7 separate regions of the Mus musculus genome follow, and regions 1, 2, 3, 5, 6 and 7 are each linked to region 4. Evidence: chromatin contacts called from public Hi-C and promoter capture Hi-C data. All regions are on one chromosome and are shown on one strand. The core of a region is the stretch at or near the end of the contact, and the rest is flanking DNA. Distances in the headings are between cores, read along the strand shown.

Region 1 (2,862 bases), core at 325-2,824, 1.5 Mb after region 4:
CACACCTGTGACCTCCATACGGCTGCCATGTCTCCTCTCTGAGCTTCTTTGCTTTTTCCTTGCAAACCCTGGGCCCCTAGATCTTTGGCTCATGAATTGGCAGGACCTGCGGGACTAAAGCTCTGCAGGACTCATGAGCCTGGCATGGTGTGGGTAAGGCATGGCCATCTACTCTCCTGGCATTGGAACCTTCCACTGCCCTCAGCGCCTGCACTCAGGCAGACACCTTGAGAACTCCGGTGCAACCTAAACACAAAAGTCTGATTTTTAAGGCCTTTTACCAAGCTGCTGTAACATTGGTCTTATTCATCAGTTTAACTGAGTACCAACTAGGTGCTAGGAAGTCCTGCTTTGATTTGGGGATACAGAAGTAGCCCCAAAATCTATGCCTTGGTCTGCAAGAGACAGATGTAAATAAACAAGCCCATACTGGTTGGACCATACCTAGAAGAAAAGGGGGCATTTTGAGAAAGCATCTCACATGGTGGGCAGAGCTGAGGCTTCAGTAATGAGAAAGAGCTGAGGGAAGAGTTTGCAGAAGGAGGAAAAGGCTAGGAAGGACAGAGTGGTGATGGAGGGTGAGGGGAGATGAGGTGAGACTGCAGAAAAAACGGTTCTCTCCCAGGCCCCAGCCCTGCAGGCTGCACTGAGGACCGAGGAGACCGCGGTTTGGCTTCTCTCCTGCTTCTGATGGGAAGGTGAGGAGGCAGGGGCGTGGGGAGTAATGTGATCTGATTTATGGTTTGGAAGGATTGCTCTGGCTGCGGCAGGCAAGCAGCCCAGATTGGAGGGGCTCTGTAGAAGGAGGGAGAGTAAGGGGAGGCCACTGCAGTGGTCTAGGCTGGGATAAGGCAGCTTGCAGAGGGTTCTCTACTCACGGCCAGTGCTTGGTTAGTATACATACTGGAGATACCTGCTCTGACTGTCAACCCTTCTCCTCCCTTGATGGGGGAACCACTGGGCTCACTACCACCCCTCCCACCCCAGCATCAACCTGCTCAGGGCCTGGCCTGCAGGAGAATCTTGTAGTTACACCTTTTAAGCAGCACACATGCATGCTGTTCACACATATCCCCACAAGCAGGCACCACATACAAGGGCTGGTAGGGCCAGGACAGGCCATCTGGGTAGAGGATGGGAGAGCCCCGGAGCCTGAGAATGTTAGAAGAGTCCCCTTCATTAGGCTGTGTGGTCAGCGGTGACCACAGGATAATAGCAACCTTAGCATACTCTCTGCAGTGTGCCCCCTCCTCAGGAATGGCCAAGACAGAGAGAAGTGAACAGTCCAAAGCTGGCATCCTATCATAGCCTGCTTTGTTCTGAGAAGACTCCTGGACCAAGGCTGAGGCCTACCAGTACCAAGGATGCCCTGGAAAACTTTCCCCATCTTCCTTTTATCCATATAAGTGCTTGTACTTGCAAAAGGGAGGAAAGAGGGCAGAAGCAGAGGTCTGGAAAGTGGCAAGGGGTGGGTGTGGGTAGACCCAAGGCGGGATCAGGCTTTGGAACGTTGGAGGTTTCCGGCCACAGAGGCAGAGCCTCCTGGAAGCCAATAGGGGCGGGGAGACTCACCAAGAGAAGCTGAGGAGATCAAAAGTTGAGACAGAGCAGATCAGGAGGGAAGGCAGAAGAGAAAGCCTGGCAGAAAGAAGGTCCAAGGGGCTTGTGAGCTGCCCACCAGACTGGGACACTTGCTAGGTCTATACAGCAGTCCTACCCCTGGCATTCTGACCTCTCTACTATTTGGGTGCTGGGAAGCCCAGCTGGATGCAGGCAGCCTGGCTCTTGGGGGCCCTAGTGGTCCCTCAGCTTTTGAGTTTTGGTCATGGAGCCCGAGGTCCTGGGAGGGAGTGGGAGGGAGGCTGGGGAGGTGCCCTGGAGGAGGAGAGAGAGCGGGAGTCACAGATGTTGAAGGTGAGTGTTGGAGGGGCACTGTGGGCTTGAGATGAAGTGTTCAGATGGGTAAAGAAAAGTAAGGGGGTTTAGATGGAACAATGGGTTCAGAAAAGAGCTGAGAGGGTAGGCGGGAAGGAAACTGACATGCATTCTCTGACCCAGAATCTCCAGGAGGCCCTAGGGCTGCCCACTGGGGTGGGAAATGAGGATAATCTTGCTGAAAACCCTGAAGACAAAGAGGTCTGGGAGACCACAGAGACTCAAGGGGAAGAAGAGGAAGAGGAAATCACCACAGCACCTTCTTCTAGTCCCAACCCTTTCCCCAGCCCTTCTCCCACACCAGAGGACACTGTCACTTACATCTGTGAGTATTCAGAAGCCAGGGTGGCCTGTCTGTCAAGCACTGACCCAACTCGGAGGCCAGACACATCAAAGGGGCCCAAGGTCCCCAGATGTGTCTGCCTGTCAAGAGTTTAACCCACTGAACTTCATAGACATGGTCACACATCCCACAGATCGCCTCATCCAATCCGCTTTTGGGAGTCTGAGGGCCGTGCCCTCCATGTCCTTAGAGCCCTTAATTGTGCCTCTAGTTGTGCCTTCTGTCTTTTCACAGTGGGCCGCTTGGCCAGCCTCGATGCAGGCCTACACCAATTGCACGTCCGTCTGCACGTTTTGGACACCCGTGTGGTTGAGCTGACCCAGGGGCTGCGGCAGCTGCGGGATGCTGCGAGTGACACCCGCGACTCAGTGCAAGCCCTGAAGGAGGTCCAGGACCGTGCTGAGCAGGAGCACGGCCGCTTGGAGGGTGAGTCTCAGCAGCACAAAGAGGGCCTAGGTGGGAGGAGGAGACCCATGGAGGTCTGAAGACCTGGAGAAAACGGGTATCAGGATACCAGAGGGTCCACATAGAACTGGGAGGTGCTGGCACATCTAGAGATGGATTGTGAGGTGGGTGAGACTTTT
Region 2 (2,795 bases), core at 60-2,559, 1.3 Mb after region 4:
TGAGTTCAGCCTGAAGGCCCGGGGCTAGTCCCTAGGAGTTCTGGGGAACCAAAGAGGGATAGAAGCAGAGGAGGGGGCAAGCAGCTGTGGGGCTGTGTGTAGGACGACCAGGAGAAGAAAAACAGACAGCTGGGAGGTTGTGACAGAGGCTCAGATAAGAGAGGTTGAGGCCAAAGCTGGGGCTGAGGCTGTGAGAAGCAGCAGGTGGGAGGGCAGGCAACAGCTCCTGGATCGGAGCCTTGGCCCTGCTAGGGTCCCAGGAAGGCTCCCGTGCCTCTCTGAGCCCTGCTCTTCCAGGGCGGGGAACAATGGCAGTCACCTCTTGCAGATTTCGTCGGCAGCCTCCTGGCTAAAGAGCTGCTCTTGAAGGACGTTGTTGAGAGCATGGACAGCACACAGCTCTAGCCGCTGCCGCTCATGATACACTGAGGGTGGACTCGGCCTTGCTTCCGGAGCCTGAGACATGCCCTCCTCAGCTCCTGCTGCGGGGTGGGACAAGGAGGTGTTAGGCACCTAGGATCTTGCTCATTCGGTTCTCTAGATTCCTGGGTCCCTGGGCAATGGACATTGAGATGGGCACTGGGGCTAGCTTAGGAGGCCGTGAGGCCCTGACCCTATTTCCCAGGCTGTCTCCAGAGCACAGAGACACCTTTTGAGCCCAGTCCTGGGAGTGGGGGGAGTAGAGGCTCTCATCTGCTCACCTGGCAATAGAGACCCACCCCCACTACATGTCTCCAAGCAAAAGGGTCCTGATCATCATCACCTAGCAATGGACTACCACCCCTTCTGTCCCTAGGAAACAATACCTTTTTAGTTCCCAAGCAACAGAACAACCCCACCCTCTGGGTATCCTGGTCCGTTTTCTGATCACCTAGCAATGGAGGACTCCTCCTTTCCCGTCTCTGGGTAACAGGGTCTCTTCTGGTCGCCTAGCAACGAAAGACTTCCCCTCCTCAATAACCAGGGTTCTCGCCTCCCTTCACCTGGCAACGAGGCCCTCTACCAGTTACTAAGCAACAGGAGCCCCCACCTTTTCCTGTCACCTGGCAACCAGGCACACTCCCACCCGCCTTTGCTTGTCGCCCGCCTGGCCCTCACCCCGCCGGCCTTTCTGCTCCCCGGGACCGACCGCTTTCGCATTCCCTAGGCAGCGACCGGGTGGTAGCACGCTGACTGAGCAGGCGAAAGGGACTACAGCTCCCGGCGACTTGCGCGCGCCGAACTGCGATTCCCGAAGGCCTCCGTAGGGCGTCTAAATAGGACGCGCAGTCCGGAAGTCCTCCGGGGCTGCTCTGCCGCGTGGGACTACAACTCCCATCGGACAAAGCAGCCAGTTCTCGTTCTCTCCCAGGGCTCACTGCTGCCTAGAGGTTTCTGGGAGTTGTGGTAACGAGTGATCTCGCGATAGCTTTCAGGGGGCTGGTTTGTGTATGAGCTCGCACGCTGCTGCTATGGCGTCATACTCAGTGTGTAGCTGAAGCGTGACGACATAGAGGTGGGGACAAGGAACCAAAGAGGCCAAAGAGAACAGTGGGCTGAACTCTGATGTTTACTGGGACCCATAGTTGTCAATATGACAGTAAGGGTAGTAGGGGAGGAGACTCAGCAGAGGTGGATCCCAGGTCTGGAGGTGAGCTGACAGCAGCCTGTGGGGAGAATGAAAAACTAGGATGACAACACAGACACATGCAGGTGGCCATGGTGGACGTGGGTTTTGGAAAAGGTAATGTGGTACAAGTCAAGGAGGATACTCAGAAAGAGATGTGGCATGTGGATGTAGAGACCTAGAGGGGGACCCAGATGCTGAGAGAAAGCGGGGCGGGGAAAGAGAGGCTCATAGAGCCTGGGAGTGAGAACTAAGAATGAGAAAAGACAGAAAACTGGGGTTGGGACACCCAACATGTGAGCTCTGCCGAGCACAAACGCCAAGGGACCCTTGGAGGGGCCTGCCGCACCCAGTAGGCTGTGCCAGAAGGCTGTAACAGTAGCAGAGCCGGTGACAGCGCCAGGCTGGGCTGGGTTCTCTCTGTGGGTGTGCACGGCAAAGCTGCGACCTGAAGGCCCTGGGGGTCCTAGCAGCTCCACATCCACCACGTGCATGTCGGTGAGGCTGCAGCCGGCAGAGAAGTGCAGTCAGTCCACCCGGAGTGTACACAGCTGTGCCACCTACGCCCTGTGCTTACCTAAGGTCAGCCACAAGCACCCCAATGACACGGTCGAAGCCTAGACTGGGGGCAGCCAGGGCAGCAGCTGCCATGGTGTTAGAGTTTCGGGGGGCCAAGGGACAGAGCCCACGCACAGGGCCCTCATAGAGCACTGTGCGGGGCCCACTACTGTGGGCTGCAGCCAGGGGTCCCTCCAGCCGGAAGCCATCAGGATGTGTGGCCATGGTGACTCGAAGGCTCTGGAAGCAATGGCAGGGTCAGGAGATTGAGACTCTTACATGTTCCGTCTGGCAGCCCAGACAGTCCTCACCTGGAGGCCTCCGGCTGCATCCAGTCTGCTGATGTCTTCACTGCCCCATAGGGCCCCTCGGGCCACAAACACAGTGTGGCCCCAGCGCTTTGAAGCCTCCAGGAGCTGCTGCTCTGTGGTCTGGTCAGCCAGAGCTGAGGGGGATCCCACCTTGGGACACGGATGGTAGAGAGAGGCAAGGCCAAGACCCAGATTACTGCTGGAGGGTGGGATGCAGCCAACACAGAGAGGGACTCACTGAGGGGCAAGGAGGCTCACCAGGAGGTTTGCATGGCGAAGGATTTGTGCCCCAGATTCATGGATTATTTTGGGGTGGGCCA
Region 3 (2,700 bases), core at 172-2,671, 1.4 Mb after region 4:
GGGTCAGAGGAAGGAGAGTCAGGTGTGTGGCAGAAACCCCGAGCTGAGAGAAGGGGAGCTAAGAGGACAGATAGAGATAAGAGGAAAGGACCAAGTGAAGTCGGGTAGCCAGGGAAAGATAGACACAGAATTCGGAGTATAGAGGTTCAGGACAGAGGCTGGGGAACAGCGTGTACTTCATTATATCCGAGACATGGTGCACACACAGAGAGAAGTGAAGCCAGGGAGGCAGGGGTGTGGGCAGAAATACCTTCCAATGAGACACAGGTAGATCAGAAGAGAGAGAGAAAAGATGCTGAATTCCAGGTTGGACAACCAGACAATGGCTGGAGACCTCAGATACAAGGCAAGAGAAGAGAGTTGGGAACACAGACAGACAGAAGCATGGTCAGTTTAAAAAAAAAAAAAAGGAGAACAGGAGAGAGAGGTGGAGGTGGGCGAGGAGGGAGTAACACAAGGTAAGGTTTGGAGCTAGACATTAGACATCGGTGGGAAAGAGCCCCCCCCCCCCCCGAGGGAAAGAACGAGGGCCAGACAGTCAAGAGAAGCCAGGCTGCTAAGGAAGACTGACTGCCATTTGGCCAGGGTCAGACTCACCTGTGCTTACCCCTGCCTTGTCCTGGGTGGCAGCCGAGGCGGCGGGGGGCGGTAGCCCATGGGGATTGCAGGGTGGACGAGCCTAGCCGCTGCGGACCGGTCTCCACGCTTGCCAGGTGGCAAGAAGGGGGGCTGGTGACTGATCTAGGGACCCAAATCGGGAGGGAAAAAATCAGCCCAAGCTTTGCATCTTGCCCGACTCGAAGTAGCTGCGCGACCCCAGATGACCCCGGTGAGGTCCAGCCGCCCCCTCCCACCTCCGTGCCCCCAGCAGCTAGTTAAAAGCTTAGGGACTACAACTCCCAGCTGGTCTTGCTGCTAGTGCTACTGCAGCTTTATCGCACCAGAGCTGCAAGGGCTGCTGGGAGTTGAAGTCCTCAATGCGTCTCCGGTCTGCAGAATATGGGATTTTTTGGGGGAGTGGTGCTGGAAGGGTTAAAATGTCAGGGTCCCAAGACGCTGCAGGAGAGGGGAAAGGAGTCCAAGATCTCCAGAGGTCACGTAGCTCTAATCACTTAGGGGTCATGAGATGGGTCACTAATCCCCATACTCTGGGGATGGGTGGGCAAGGGTGAAGTGCACCCAGGTGTATTGGAATCAAGATCCCCCTTTTTCCAGGGCCACGTGCCCCTCCCCTGGAGCGTCCAGCTGGCACTGCAGACTCAGCTCCCCAGCTCCAGATGCGCCCCTATTTGCACCGACCTCCGCGCCCCCACTTGGGGCCGCCCCCTTGGGATGAGGTTGGGGCGGGGGAGGGGGAGGGGCGGACTCACCGGAGCCCCGGCTGCTGCAGCCCGGAGCGCGCGCGCGCCCGCCTGCCCGCTGCCGCGGTGCCCGCCTGGCTCCTCCCCACCCCTGTCGCAGCTCCTCGGCTCCTCCCAAGCCCTTTCCCCCCCCCTCCCCCGCCAGCCCATGCAACCCAAAAGCCAAAATCCGTATGGCCCTAGTGTGCACCTCCCTGGACTCTGGTTGCAGTTTCGCCCCAGTTGAGAGGCCACCTGAGGGAACTAGAAGGTTAGGATTCAGAGGTCCCAGGCCACAAAAACTCCTTTCTCCAGGGAGCAAGATCTCAGGGTTTACAGCTGAGCAGGCTGGAATGAAAGCTGGCCACAGTAAGTCTCATATTTTAGGTAGAGCCACAGGCACTGGATTTGAATCCTGCCCTAGTCCCCTTGAGACTCTTAGCATCCCAGATCCCGATGTCCAGCACAATACAATGAAATTATCTCCTAAGGGATGTAGTTTGAGAAACCAGTCAGTGTGCATCAAAAACACTGGCACCAAGTGGGTGCTTAATGACTACTTACAGGCACAGAGCATCCGGTTTTTACCACATTAATAGCAGCTAATGAAAATTGCCACTCACCATTACCAATGTTAGGAGTTAAGAGCTTTGAAGATGGCTTCTCATGGAATATTCACTTTGGTATAAGGATGAATGCAATCAAGGTATTCCCATTTCACAGAACAATTGAGGCCCGTGGAGATTCAATTCCTCCCACGAGGTCCTGATCTACACAAAAGCAGCCCAGAGGGGTGGCTTGGAAGTTAGTGTCTCACTCAATTGCTATTGTCCTCCCGCCAGCCAGTTATACAAAATAAACACAGCTTCCAAGGCCTGATGGCAGAGACCTTTCATCCCAGTTGCTCTGGATGGGGAGGGAAGAGGATAGAAAGTTCCAGGTCAACCTGGGCTACGGATGAGTTCAAGACCAGCCTCTGCAGATTGAGTGAGACCCTGTCCAAAAATAAGAGAGAGCTGGGGATGTAGTGCAGCAGTAGAAGCCCTGTCTAGAATCCTCCAGTGAGGAGCTGGGGGCATTGATGAGAAGTGGAGCCTTTGTCTAGTAGAATCTCCCAGGAAAGCAAAGCGCTTGGTCTGATAGCCTAAAAAACCAGTGTTTGCTTGGCATATCTGAGACTCTGGGTTCAAAGCAACTCTTCCCCTTGTAGCGTATGCATGCAATTTGCAGTTGTTATATATCAGAAGCCTCCGAAAAAGATAGCTGGCTCCATCCAGGGTCCATGTTTATGCTGCTAGCATCTTCTCACAGGAGTCTGAGGAAGCATGCACGGGGGCCTGGCCACCAAAGGTGCGGCGAA
Region 4 (2,823 bases), core at 33-2,532:
TAATGAAAAGAGAGAACTGGGTAGAACTGGTGTACCCAGGGTCTCCAGAAGAGAAGGCATGGGTCACGCCAGTCGTAAAGGTCACAGAGGGGATTAGGAGGCTCCGTGACTAATCCAGAGGCTTACCCAAGTCCTGGCCCAGAATCCGCCCCCACCTGAGCAGCTCAGGGACACAAATGAGGACAAGACCTGGAAGCCCCATCATGGGCCTGGGATTTACAAGTGTGCCGGAGTTCCCCATCACACAGGCCCCTCACTGCTTTCCCTGTAAAGAGGAGAATAATGTGTGGAGGAATGAGTTTAAGAAGAGCAGTGAGCCGAGCAGTGGTAGCGCACGCCTTTTAATCCCAGCATTTAGGAGGCAGAAGTAGGAGGACTTCTGAGTTCGAGGGCAGCCTGGTCTACAGGGTGAATTCCAGGACAGAGAAACCCTGTCTCGAAAAGAAAAAAAAAAGGGGGGGGGGCAGGAGTGTGGGAACTGAAAAGGTTGGGTGGAAGGAGGACTTTAAGCACAGGGTCTTGGAGAGTTGACAGAGTGCCAGGCAGAAGATTCTGAGGAAAAAGGGGTGTCTTGGGAGAATGCCTGGGGAAGGCAGGATTTTAGGAAGAGGAAGCTAAGAGGGAGAGTTTAGGAGGAAGAGTCACCGCGCATTCACGGTACCCAATACCATAACATTTGGAAGAAAGAATGCTTTTATTTACCATCCTTTGATTCTGAGGAGATTTGAGGTATGTAGGAAAGTCTCATGTAGAGGTATGAAAAGGGTTCAGAGATAGCGACCTGCAGAGAATTACCCTGAGAAAGGAGGCAAAAAGACCGACCTGTGTGGCTCGCAGTTGCTTGGCAACCACTGCGGTCAAAAGCTAGCGTGGAGGGCCAGGAGGTGTGGCTCGAGCTGCAACCCAAGGTTGAGACCCCGCCCTTGACAACAAAACTAACAAAGCACCGCCCCCTAACAACGAATGCCTGTTGGGGGGGGGTGGAGGGTTAAGTACCGCTAGTCTGGCTTGTGCGCAGGCGCAATCTCCCCTCTCCATGAAGCCACACCTCCTGGTCACTTCTTTATCAATTTTCTTATTGGAGGATAAAGCTGCCAAGGATTTTCCTTTGTTTCGGGGGCGGGACCGAGCACACTACCCACAGTCCGATTGGTCAGGCTAGCAGTCTATCGCCAGCTGTACGTGCCTGCATCTCCTTCTTGTGTGCCTATTGGTCCTGGAAATGATCCTGTGGGGCTAGGGGGCGGAGCATTCTGGGAGACCCGCAGCAGATTGGGTGGTGTCAAAGCAAGGGGCGGGCCCCACCGGCCGGGCGGTTGGGCCGTGAAGGGAGAGTCTTTTCGGCGCTGAGGACGGGCGCTGAGGAGGCGGCGGTGGCTCCTGGGGCGTTTGAGCGGGCTCACTCGAGCCCGCGGGCCGACGCGGACGCAGGCCCAGCCGGCGGAACCGCCCCGGACTCCCCGCGGGCCTTCCTAGCCGCCATGGAGGACGGTGTCTACGGTAGGCCGGGCGAGGCGGGCGGGCGGGCGGAGCGGCTCCCGAGCCCCGCCGCGGACAGCAGGGCAGTGGCGAGGCTTCTTTCAGCGCGCGGGACGGGCTTCCGGCGCGGTCGAGAGCCGGGGGTCCCGGGCCATTGTTTGGGCCGAGCCCGCTTCCGGCGACGGCGGGCGGGGCGGGGCGCGCAGCGGGGCGGGGCGTACACCCGCGGGAGCGGCGGCCTGGCTTTCTTCCTGCGGACCTAGGCTTAACGCCGTCCTTTCCGACCCTGACCCAGGGTCCTGCTGCCGTAGCTTGTTTCTACTGTGTACCCCAGATCCAGGCCACGTTGTCCGCTATGGCGGAACCAGAACCTCGTTTCTTTTCCAAGAAATGCACCCAAGATTCAGGACCCCCAACTTTCCCATCATGATGGAGCCAGAATCTGGCCCCCTTACGAGAAATGCACCCCAGGTTCATGCTAGGATCCCTACAGTGGTGGATCCAGAAGCCAGAGTCCTGGTGTCTTTCCAAGATTTGCATCCGAGATCTAGGACCCCAAAGCCCTTTTGATGATGAAGCCATGAGTCCAAGGCCCTGTGTCCTTCCAAGTAATGTTTCCAATATCCAAGCATCCTGTTCTACTGTGTTGGGACCAAGGAGCCAGGGCTTCCAAATAAAGCATCTAAAATTCAGACTCAGGAGTTTCTAATTGTGGTGATGGGTCCAGAATCCCAGGGACTGGTTGCCTTTCAAGTAATTGGCCCAGAAATTCATCCTCAGACCTATGAGCTGGGATTCCTAGGCACTTCTGACACAAACTCAGGACTCAGTTTTACTCCCTCTCCTCAGACTTCTGGTACCCATTCCTCTTCTGGACAGGAATCCAGGCCCCCAGCCCAAATCCTTTCTCAGGATGCAGGAGTCCTGACCCCCAGAACTAATTTCTTGACCCTGGTCCCCAGAGCCCCCAGACTTGACTCCAGAGGAGCGCATGGAGTTGGAGAACATCCGGCGGCGCAAGCAGGAGCTGCTGGTGGAGATCCAGCGCCTGCGAGAAGAGCTAAGTGAAGCTATGAGCGAGGTGGAGGGTCTGGAGGCCAATGAGGGCAGGTGAGGCCTGTGGGCACTCATGGGACATGGGGCTTAGCCAGGGCCCTGGATGCTCAAGCATCGGCCCTTGGCTGCTCCCCACCCTGCTTTTGCAGTAAGACCTTGCAGCGGAACCGGAAGATGGCAATGGGCAGGAAGAAATTCAACATGGACCCCAAAAAGGTTAGCGGGGAAGATGACTCTGGCATGGTTTTCATATCCCTGGTTCTAGAAGTGTTAAGACAATAGGTAGCC
Region 5 (3,054 bases), core at 528-3,027, 1.2 Mb after region 4:
GGTGTGCAGTTGGAGGGAAGGATATACGAACTGTGAGCAATTCGGTGGGAGGGGGGGGAACGACACACATACTGGGGGTACTGGAGAGGATAAGTATAACATAGGGCTCTTTTGGAGACACAGGAGTGGAACCTGCTGGACTCGAGGGAGGAAGTCCTTTGAAGGAGGCTGGTAAAGACGGTGAAGGATTTAAGGGTTTAGAAAGGAAGACGCCACCCCCAGCACACACTCAGCTAGATTGTGGGAAACTGTCCTGACTAGGACCAGTAGTTTGGAGGTTCAGAAGGCTCTGAGGGTTCCTTGGGGGGCGGAGATCTTCTAGAACTTTTGAGAGCTAAGAGCAGAAGATCACAAACAGCCAGGAGGCCCAAAGTTGAGAGAAAAACAGATCTAGGAGTTGGGCCCAGGGAGAATGAGGGAGGGCTCCAAGGAGGGAGAGATGGAGATGGAACTTCAGAGGGTCTGGAGATGGGTGGGACCTGGGACACTGAGGATCGGGAATAAGAAAATGGCTTTGGAGTGTTCAAGGGACAGTGGGAGAAGTTTTGAAGAGGCTGAGGCCATTCTGGGGACCTGCCAAAGGTCTCAGAAGGTGTGTGAGAAAGGTGGGGTAGGACTGTCAGGGAAATCCAGCTAGGAAGCTGTTCCCCAGGATCTATGATGACTAGGAGCAGCAGCGAGTTGGGGTTTAGAAGGTCCCAGGGACGCTTAAGTTTTCGGGAGGTGTCCTTGGAAGGGTGGTCTAAAGAGAGGGGTGTGTTTGCAGGGGTGCAGGGAACTCCAGCTGCAAGGAGGAAGGGCTTCCAGAGAACTGGAGGGCTCAAGAGGAGGAGGGACACTGGGATGGAGTGCTCCGGAAACAGAGCGGTTGGGATAATTAGGAGTGCTCGGAGAGCGCGCTCACCCTGGCAGCCCGCGACGAGTAGGGGTCCTCAAAAAGCGCCCACACACGGGGCTGCCAGCGCCGCCACCAGGTGCCGCCCGCGCCGCCCGCGCCCCCGGCAGGTCCTCCGGCACCTCCGCCCGCGTCCTGAAAACACAGACGCTTGAGCTCGCCGCCTGCCCCGTCCAGGCCGCCGCCTCCTGCGCCCGCCTCGTCGTCCAGTCCCGCATCGTGCGCGCCTCCGGCGTTGGCGTTGGCGTTGGCCGAGGAGTCCGGGGCCTCGAAAGAGTCCAGTGCCTCCTCAGCGTCACGGTGCTGGCGATAGGTCATCCAGCAGCAGGCCTCCACGTCCGTCTCGTCTATGCCCCAGAAGCCCAGCTCCTCCTCGAAGAGCGGCCCGCACACGTCGGCCGGGCAGTGCAGTTTGCCGGTGCGGTAGTAGTTGAGCACGTAGGCGAAGACGCCCGGGTGACGGTCGAAGAAGAACTCGTCCGTGCCCGGGTCGTAGTCAAAGCGCGCGGCCGCCTCGGGCTCGGTCAGCCCGGCCAGTCTGGTCCCTGGCAGGGTGCGCAACGTGGAGCGGTACGTCTCATGGCGCACGCCGCCCACGTTGATCACGATCTTACCGCTGTCGCCGCCGCCGCCGCCGTGCCGCCCCATGGCCACCGCCGGCAGCCCGGGGCATGGCTCGGCACGCCGGCCCCCAGGCCCGCAGGAAAGCGGGGCACCCGCCGGGGAGGCGGCAGTGCCGGGCTGAGAGCACTGCTGCTGCTGCGGCGGCGGCAGAGGCGGCGGTGAGGACTCAGGCGGCTGCGGCGTTGGCACCGGCTGAGGCTGCTGCTTGCCGGTCCCCTGGCGCCCGCGGAACGACCAGACGCACACTGAACTGAGCATTGGACAGGGAGGCGGGGCTGGGAGGGGGCAGGGTCTCGGGGGCGGGGCCCGGGTAGAGAGGCAGACGTGATTGGACAGGAGGAGGCGATGAATGGATGGGAGGGTGTGATTGGGCAGGTGGAGGGAGGGCACGAGCTGATTGGGCTGAGCGACTGGGCGGGGCCACGGCTAGGCAGACTCCGACCCAGCCTAGCTAGAGGAGGTGGGGTTGCACAGAAAGCTCAGGGATTGGATCCTACCTAGGAGAGGGCGGGGCGTCAAGGGGACCCTAAAAATGCCTAACTCAGCAGCACAGCGAAAATGGAGACCTCAGAGCCAGGTATGGGAAAGAGCCAGGTACCGTGAAGGAAGGGGGATCAGGCGTTCAAGGTCATGCTACAAAGTGAGATAGAGGCCAGCCTGGGCTGCATGAGACTCTGCCTCGAAAAAAAAAGGCCTATCAATTCTGGTGGGGGTAGGGGTGAGGAACGGGTTGGGGGGTGGTGGGTGGGGGGAAAGAAGTCACAACAAGAGAAGCTGACAAAAAGAAAACAAATTGCCTAGAGCCCGGGCAGGCGGGACCTGCACTGAAAAGGCAAATGAACGGGAAAGTAGGAGTAATTGGATGCAGCGAGCCCAAGAGATTATTAACAATCCTTATTGGGCCGCGACAATGAGGGGGGAGGGTCTCAACTGGGGTGAGGGCGGTACAAGGGAACTAGAGGTGGAGTTGGAACTTGATTAAATAAAAAAACTCACAGGAGACAGTCGAAGCGGAAGATACTGGGACGCTATGGTAAAGGAAGGAAGGCGAGGCCTGGGAGCCTCTGGATGAAAGCTGGGGAGGGGCGGAGGCTGCAAGTTGTGGAGTTGAGGGAGGTCTTAGGTTCGCTGTCCTCCTGCTTCAACATTAGCATCCCAAGTAGCTGAGATGACAGATGAGCACCACCATGTCCAACTGGATGTTGCAAATTTGGACTTCGTTAGACGGGGTTAGACCTGGGCGAAGAGGATCCGGACGAATGGGAGACACAGGCAGATGGACAGGGTCTATATCTTATATGAAACACCTTCAATAGTCCAGAGGAAGATGCGACTAGTAAGTGGATGGCAAAGTGGGGCGCTAAAAATGAGCATTTAGAGAGCCAGAAGCCTCCAGGCTGGTGGGATGGAGTTCTGGAAATGAGATGCCTGTTAGGGGAAGGACACTCATTGCTGGGCACGGGGCTGGGGGTGGGCTGGAATAGAGAGATTCATTGGTAGAGACCCCGGAGGATGGTCCACTACGTCTTAGGGAA
Region 6 (2,877 bases), core at 132-2,631, 1.3 Mb after region 4:
GTGAGGTTTGTACTTGGTGGTATTGATTTTCACAAGTTTTCAGGAAGAGGGGCAGAGTGGACAGTGGACTGTGGGACCCTGGGCCGTGGGCCCAGTCTTTGAGCTTTACTTTATCTCTCTGGGACAGAGTACCTGGAAAGCAGAAAGCACTGTGTAAACAGCCACCATCCTGACCCTGTGATGCCACTGAGGGCTGTCCTCCCTCATCTCGCCTGACTTCTGACCTCTGTGAAGTGCCCTGCCATTTTTCTTAGTGAAGAGGTTTGGTGGTGATCTTGGTCCCTGGGTGGCAAAATGGCGGCAGGGAGGTTGGAGGAAGTTGGGACTTAGAGGGGCAGTCACCCGAGGAGCTGCAGGTGTCCATTCTCCTTGTCAGGGCCGGCCAGCAGCAGCAGGTCTGGCAGCTCCAGGGCAGGACTAGAGGCTGCCACCCCCATGGTGACCTTGTTGGCGACTTCTCCAAACCGGGTCACCTGGGGCCAAAGGTTAAGAGGATCGATAGATGGAGAACAGAACTCAACAGGAATCTGATTGGGTCTTGGGGATCTTGACAGAGTGAAAGGTCATGAACTAGGGGAGATGAACAGTAGGTTAGGGATTGGGAATGTGGCTCAGAATATAAGCACACATGCCTAGAATCCCCCGGTGCAGGGCTAGGGTGTGACTAAGGGGTAGAGCTCCTGCTGAATAACGAGTGAAGCCCAGAGTACCAGCCATATTACCTCTAAAAAGGAAAAAAAAAAAAAAAAAAAGGCTTGTGGGCCAAAGATTTTAGGATTAAAGGACAAGAACCATATGTGTACAGTCAAGGAAACTGAGACAAAGGCTTCTGAAGACACAAAAAGCCCAGCGGGCTCAGAGGTGATGTGGATCACTTGGAAAGAACGACAAATGATGGGGGAGATCCGTACATCAACGGGTCGGAGGTCCGGGGCTCCACACCTGCACGAAGTTGCTTTCAAAGATGGGAAAGTCGCGCAGCTGGTCGAACTCGCCGCTCAGGAGGTGGCGTTGGAGGCGCCCAGGGCGGCACGGGGCGTAGGCTGGAGCCAGGGGGCGGTCTGCAGGGGCGAAGCGCGAGCATCCATCCCAGGATGCCAGGTACATGAACTCTGACCGAGGGCGCATGCGGGGCAGCGGCCTCCGCATTGCTGGTCCCATACCTTCCCCGGCTCCCTCTCTAGGGCCAACCCCTCCAGGCAGAAGTCCTTTTGTCACCTTCCATCCCCTCAGAACTGGTCTCACCTGCTCCGCCCCGAGCGGCCTTAAGATCTCGACCGCCCTTCATCGCCACGCCCCGGCCCTGGGGAGGAACGCCGAGTGAAGCCTGGGACAGACAGATAAAGGGTGGGGCCTAGAGCTTGTGACTTTACAATAGGGTGCCCGGCGTTCCGTGACGTCAACGACGTCACTTCTCTCCCAGGTGGTGTCACCGGGAACGTGAGCCCTAGAGACCCGGATGGAGAAATGGCCGCCCTGACTGCGGGAGCAGGCGGACGGGCGCTAGTGCGCAGGCGCGGCGTGCGGCGCAGGCGCGTGAGCCTCAGGATGAACCCTGTGTTTCCTAGCGGGCTGTATGGCTCTCGGTTTTTCTCAACGCTCCCGTATGGTGGCCGCGGGTGCCGGGGTGACCCGGCTGCTAGTGCTCTTGCTGATGGTAGCCGCGGCTCCTAGCAGAGCCCGAGGCAGCGGCTGCCGGGTCGGGGCCTCCGCGCGTGGGGTGAGTGCTAGTGGCCGGGGCGGGGCGGCCTCCTGTGGGCGCTAGATGGACCCCATCATGAATATTCATGAGAGGATGTGGTTTGCTCGGAACCTGAGCTGCGTGGAGTAGTGGTAGCTAGCCTCTCATCTCCGTGCTTGGGAGGCTGAGGCTGGAGGATCAAGGAGTTTGAGGCTAGCTTGGATTGCTTGAGATTGTCTCAAAAATACAAAAATGGGGGTGTGATGGTGCACGCTTTCAATACCCCTATTCGGGAGGCAGAGACAGGTGAATTTCTGAGTTCGAGGCCAGCCTAGGACAAAGGGAGTTCTAGGCCAACCAGGGCTACACAGTGAGACCCTGACTCAATAAGTAATTAATAAAGATATGGCAAGGAAGCAGTGCTCTAGTGCTAGGGTTGGAATCATGTTTCTGAATATGCACGAAGAAGTCAGGTCCTTCAGGAGCCAGAGTGCTGTAGGATGCCTGGCTAGGAGAAGCTTGAAATTAAGACATCTAAGGCTTAGGCCTGGGTGTGGGGTGCAAGGTCACCTTGGGCTACCTAAGGTCCTGTTTCAAAAAAACCCCAAAAATAGGGTGCTGGAGAAATGAGGGCCAAGAGAACTGACTGCTTTTCTGGAGTACCTGGGTTTGCTTTCTGGCACCTACCTAGAGGCTCACGACTGTCTGCTAACTTCAGTTTTTGGGGATTGCACATTCTCTTCTGGCACACCAGGTACCAGGCATGCACACAGGGCACATAGGTACATGCAGCAGATATCCATACACAAAATTAAAAAAAGAAAAATTACAAAGAAATTAAGCTGATGGTGGTGGTGCTCATGTGTAACCCCAAGCGCTCAGCAGACGTAGGCAGGAGGATCATCTCCGGTCTGGATCAGGGAGTGATTTAGTGGGACTCTGCTTCAGAACCGTGGGAAAGAAAGTGTGGATCTAGGATGTGCCAGAGAGAAGTGGGCTTCTTGCCAATGTGAATGGTCAGAGTATTAGCATGTGCAAAGGAAGTGAACTCGTGAATGAAAACCTGAATGACCTGGGGTGGGGGGCAGAGCAAGGTGGTATTTACCTGTAGTAGCAGCACGAAGAGGTGGAGGCAGAAGAATTGTGAATCAGAGGTTAGCTCGGGCTGTGCACTGAGACTCTCAAAACCAAAAAAA
Region 7 (2,905 bases), core at 51-2,550, 1.1 Mb after region 4:
AAATTCCAGAATTTTCACTACAGTTATGTGCATATGAACCCGTGTGAAGGCCAATCCCTAATTCCCTAGAACTAGGGTTACAGGCAGTCATGAACTGGGAACCAACTTGAGTCCTCCGGAAGACAGTAAGCACTCAAATATTGAACCAACTCTCCAGTCCTTAGGCAGGGCTGGATTCTTTTTTTAAAGACAGTGTTTCATGTAGCTTAGGCCGACCTTGAACTTTTGATCCCCCAGCATTTGAAACTTACCCAAGCGTACATCCAGCTTTAATTAAACTGAGGTGCCCATTACTATGTAGTCCATCCTGGGCTGTCCTGGAATTCACTATTCTCAAAAATCCTCCTGACTCAGCCTCCCAAGTGCTAGAACATTGCTGAGTTTAGAGCTACTCCTAGGGGAGGTGGCAGTTCGGGTATATAATACAATAAGTGTCTGTTGCACAGATCCTTGCATACAGTAAGTGCTCGGATCTTGAGTGTTGAGGTCTCCTGTCTAAGGCTGCACATTCAGTTCCGACTACTGATACTCAAGTCGGCTTTTATTATGCACCCATTTGTTTAGTTCATTTATCCTACGTATGACCATCAGCTTGCTACCATCTATGCTCCTGTTGCAGGAACGCAGCACAGCAGAGTACCAAAGGCTAAATTCCACAGGTGTGGGACTAACACTTCCCTAAGTAGCAGAGACTGGACCGGGCCCCACAATCCCAAAGAAACCAGTGACGAGGTACCCGTGGAGGCGGAGGCGGAGTGTCTGACATTCCTCACAGGCTCCGCCCAACACCTTCCCAGCAAAACAGAGGAAGTGGGTGCTCCCCCCACTCCCGCCCCCGAACCCCAGCCTTGGTCGGCCTCCGCCTTCCTCAGGCAGTGACGTCACAGGCTGCCGGGCGAGCGGCTCCTCATCACTGTACTTGTGAAAAAGCCGTGGGCGCCGGGGTTTCTCACGGCCCGGACTCTCACTCCGATCCGGAGCAGAAACTTGGACTCACCTTTACAGTTGCCCCGCAGAAACTTCCGGGGAGGGAGGGTGAAGGAGGGGCTGCGCGCGCATCCCCCACCGGCCGTGCGACAGCAGCGAGCAGACGCGGCCTATTTCCTCTAATACAGGGCATCCGGACAAGCTGTGCCCTGCTGGAAACTCCATTTCCCAGAAGCCTGAGCGACACGCCTGATTAGTCCATCCCCCTAATTGCTCACCGTTATTCGGCCTTCTCTGGGGCGGGCTTTTCCTTCTACTGCGCATGTCTGACGTCAATCTTGATGAAATACGTGACAGCCACCAATCAAAGGTCCTGTTGTCATTTTTAAACTCTCCTTGCTTCTGTGCTCTCTCTGTAATCTCAGTTTTGCCTTCAAACTGTATCTATGGCAACCCGCTGTCACCTCCAAATGGAATTTTCGGGGTGTAGAAGGTGAAAGTAGTCCTATAACAGGGTAGTGGGCCATCCAACCTTGGTGTCACTTAGCCATGAATCTGTTTCCTCTCTACTTCCTAGAGGGCTCAGTGGGTGGAGACCACAGGTGGTGGGTCCTGGAATTTGGCGCGGAGTTACCTGGGTGGGATAAATTTGAGGAGAAGTTTCTGGAACCGGAACTTCCTCGGAGGAATTTCCCCCTGTACTCTGAGGGAGCCCTCCTCATGAGGAGTTGGGTTTTCTTGGGATCCTGGAAAGCATATGTTCTTTGGGTTGCCAGCCATGCTGAGGTACGGAGACACGGAGCCATGCCGAGGTACGGAGACTAAGCCCAGGCGCCCATGGCCTTAGTCCTCTGTGGCCGGGGTGGGAGGCCCTGACAGAATGCTGAACCCTTGAGTGCTCACAGCCGGGCGTAGGCCCGGCTCTTAAGCGGGGGTTTCCTCTCGCGACCAATACCTACAATAATGGCCCAGAGACATCTATTGCTTCAGTTTCGGGGTATCAAACCCCCTCTTGGGCTTCTAAAGGCACTTAGGTGTACACACATAGCACTTTGAAGCAGTCATAAACAAATTTAAAAGGAAAGATTATTTGTATCTATTATTTGAGCATCTCAAATATATACTGTTATGTTCTATTTAAAAAGCCAGGGAAGCCAGGGATATGTTTGGTAGGGCGAGGTATGGTGCTGGGGAAGGGGGTGCCTCTGCGGGCCCATGCTGAGGCATCCCTTCCCCTTGAGGTACCAACCACAGTGGGTATAGTGTAGAATAGAGTTTATTTAGGGCATGGGGAGGGGAGTTGAGAGGTAGTAGAGACAGAGAAAGGTAGGGAGAGGGAGTAGAGGCCGGCCATGAACACGTGTAGAGAGAGGGGAATAGGGCAAGAAGGGACAGAGAAGGAAGAGAGTGTGGGGACTGAGGGGCAAGCAGCCCCTTTTATAGTGAGTCAGGCATACCTGGCTTTTGCCAGGTAACTGTGGAGTGGAGTGTAGAAGAAATGCTAACATTCCTTTGTTTTGGTTTAATTTTAAAAAAGGAAAAATTAGAAAGAGGCAACGGTGAAGCAAAAAATAGGGTCATCATGATCTTTAGCTAACTTTCTGTTGTTATTGGGGCAGTGTGTCTCTGGGAAACCTAAGAAGATGGGGGTGGGGATGTTGGTGAAGTCTTAGGAGAATTGGCTGTGTCCTTGCTGCTCAGGGTCTGTGGAACCAACTGTGGATAGATCAGAAGGAGCAGGTCCAGTAGAAGTATCTGTGGCTGTAAGAGAAAATTGGAGCATCTATGGGTTGTTTCTCTGGAGCTGTCTTATGTGTAGATTTTGAGTAAACGCTTGGATTTGGCAAGATGCTGAAACACACACACACACACACAGGAGGTAGAGAATAAAGTTAAGTACGTTTGGGAGAAAAAAAATTAGGTCTTTGGGGTAAGAGGAGTCCCAATCCCAGGAACAGGAGAGCAATCTCACCCTCTG

Evidence for each region. A called contact is a pair of places that touch in the nucleus more often than the background predicts. Capture Hi-C pulls out chosen DNA fragments and counts their contacts.
Region 1: a contact with region 4 is called in a promoter capture Hi-C map of liver, with 2.5 times the contacts expected there. The contact joins the promoter of Clec11a here to the promoter of Cyth2 in region 4. A contact is called at or near these places in 2 of 39 promoter capture datasets (hematopoietic stem and progenitor cells and liver), 1 of 484 Hi-C or Micro-C datasets (uterus) and 1 of 9 other capture datasets (liver).
Region 2: a Hi-C map of B cells shows a contact between it and region 4, with 6 read pairs. The contact joins the promoter of Josd2 here to the promoter of Cyth2 in region 4. A contact is called at or near these places in 1 of 484 Hi-C or Micro-C datasets (B cells) and 2 of 9 other capture datasets (adipose tissue and liver).
Region 3: a promoter capture Hi-C map of adipose tissue shows a contact between it and region 4, with 2.3 times the contacts expected there. The contact joins the promoter of Syt3 here to the promoter of Cyth2 in region 4. A contact is called at or near these places in 4 of 39 promoter capture datasets (cranial neural crest, embryonic stem cells, liver and 1 more) and 2 of 9 other capture datasets (adipose tissue and liver).
Region 5: a contact with region 4 is called in a promoter capture Hi-C map of liver, with 2.4 times the contacts expected there. The contact joins the promoter of Kcnc3 here to the promoter of Cyth2 in region 4. A contact is called at or near these places in 2 of 39 promoter capture datasets (hippocampal neurons and liver) and 1 of 9 other capture datasets (liver).
Region 6: a Hi-C map of B cells shows a contact between it and region 4, with 6 read pairs. The contact joins the promoter of Fam71e1 here to the promoter of Cyth2 in region 4. A contact is called at or near these places in 3 of 39 promoter capture datasets (liver and pre-B cells), 1 of 484 Hi-C or Micro-C datasets (B cells) and 1 of 9 other capture datasets (liver).
Region 7: a promoter capture Hi-C map of liver shows a contact between it and region 4, with 3 times the contacts expected there. The contact joins the promoter of Zfp473 here to the promoter of Cyth2 in region 4. A contact is called at or near these places in 4 of 39 promoter capture datasets (hippocampal neurons, liver and pre-B cells), 3 of 115 datasets of contacts at active chromatin or transcription factors (fibro-adipogenic progenitors, kidney and pancreatic cancer cells) and 2 of 9 other capture datasets (adipose tissue and liver).

The regions. Positions count from the first base shown.
Region 1 is chr7:44,305,671-44,308,532 of GRCm38.p6, reverse strand. It overlaps Clec11a (C-type lectin domain family 11, member a), which reads left to right and starts at 1,574. Exons shown (of 4, transcript NM_009131.3): 1 at 1,574-1,914; 2 at 2,059-2,260; 3 at 2,513-2,704. The coding sequence starts at 1,768.
Region 2 is chr7:44,466,494-44,469,288 of GRCm38.p6, reverse strand. It overlaps Josd2 (Josephin domain containing 2), which reads right to left and starts at 1,309. Exons shown (of 5, transcript NM_001205071.1): 1 at 1,099-1,309; 2 at 320-482. The coding sequence starts at 465. Aspdh (aspartate dehydrogenase domain containing) reads right to left here. Exons shown (of 7, transcript NM_026690.1): 3 at 2,734-2,795; 4 at 2,476-2,625; 5 at 2,184-2,404; 6 at 1,956-2,110; 7 at 1,538-1,646. The coding sequence ends at 1,603.
Region 3 is chr7:44,382,847-44,385,546 of GRCm38.p6, reverse strand. Syt3 (synaptotagmin III) reads right to left here and starts at 1,421. Exons shown (of 11, transcript NM_001114116.1): 1 at 1,371-1,421; 2 at 598-741. It also overlaps a transcript of 1700008O03Rik not described here.
Region 4 is chr7:45,812,775-45,815,597 of GRCm38.p6, reverse strand. Cyth2 (cytohesin 2) reads left to right here and starts at 1,282. Exons shown (of 13, transcript NM_011181.3): 1 at 1,282-1,500; 2 at 2,442-2,589; 3 at 2,685-2,751. The coding sequence starts at 1,482.
Region 5 is chr7:44,589,609-44,592,662 of GRCm38.p6, reverse strand. It overlaps Kcnc3 (potassium voltage gated channel, Shaw-related subfamily, member 3), which reads right to left and starts at 1,777. Exons shown (of 4, transcript NM_008422.2): 1 at 905-1,777. The coding sequence starts at 1,777.
Region 6 is chr7:44,495,099-44,497,975 of GRCm38.p6, reverse strand. Fam71e1 (family with sequence similarity 71, member E1) reads right to left here and starts at 1,381. Exons shown (of 5, transcript NM_028169.2): 1 at 1,246-1,381; 2 at 943-1,061; 3 at 343-473. The coding sequence starts at 1,288. It overlaps Emc10 (ER membrane protein complex subunit 10), which reads left to right and starts at 1,558. Exons shown (of 7, transcript NM_197991.3): 1 at 1,558-1,720. The coding sequence starts at 1,607.
Region 7 is chr7:44,746,744-44,749,648 of GRCm38.p6, reverse strand. Zfp473 (zinc finger protein 473) reads left to right here and starts at 1,300. Exons shown (of 5, transcript NM_001289836.1): 1 at 1,300-1,739. Vrk3 (vaccinia related kinase 3) reads right to left here and starts at 1,020. Exons shown (of 15, transcript NM_133945.1): 1 at 998-1,020.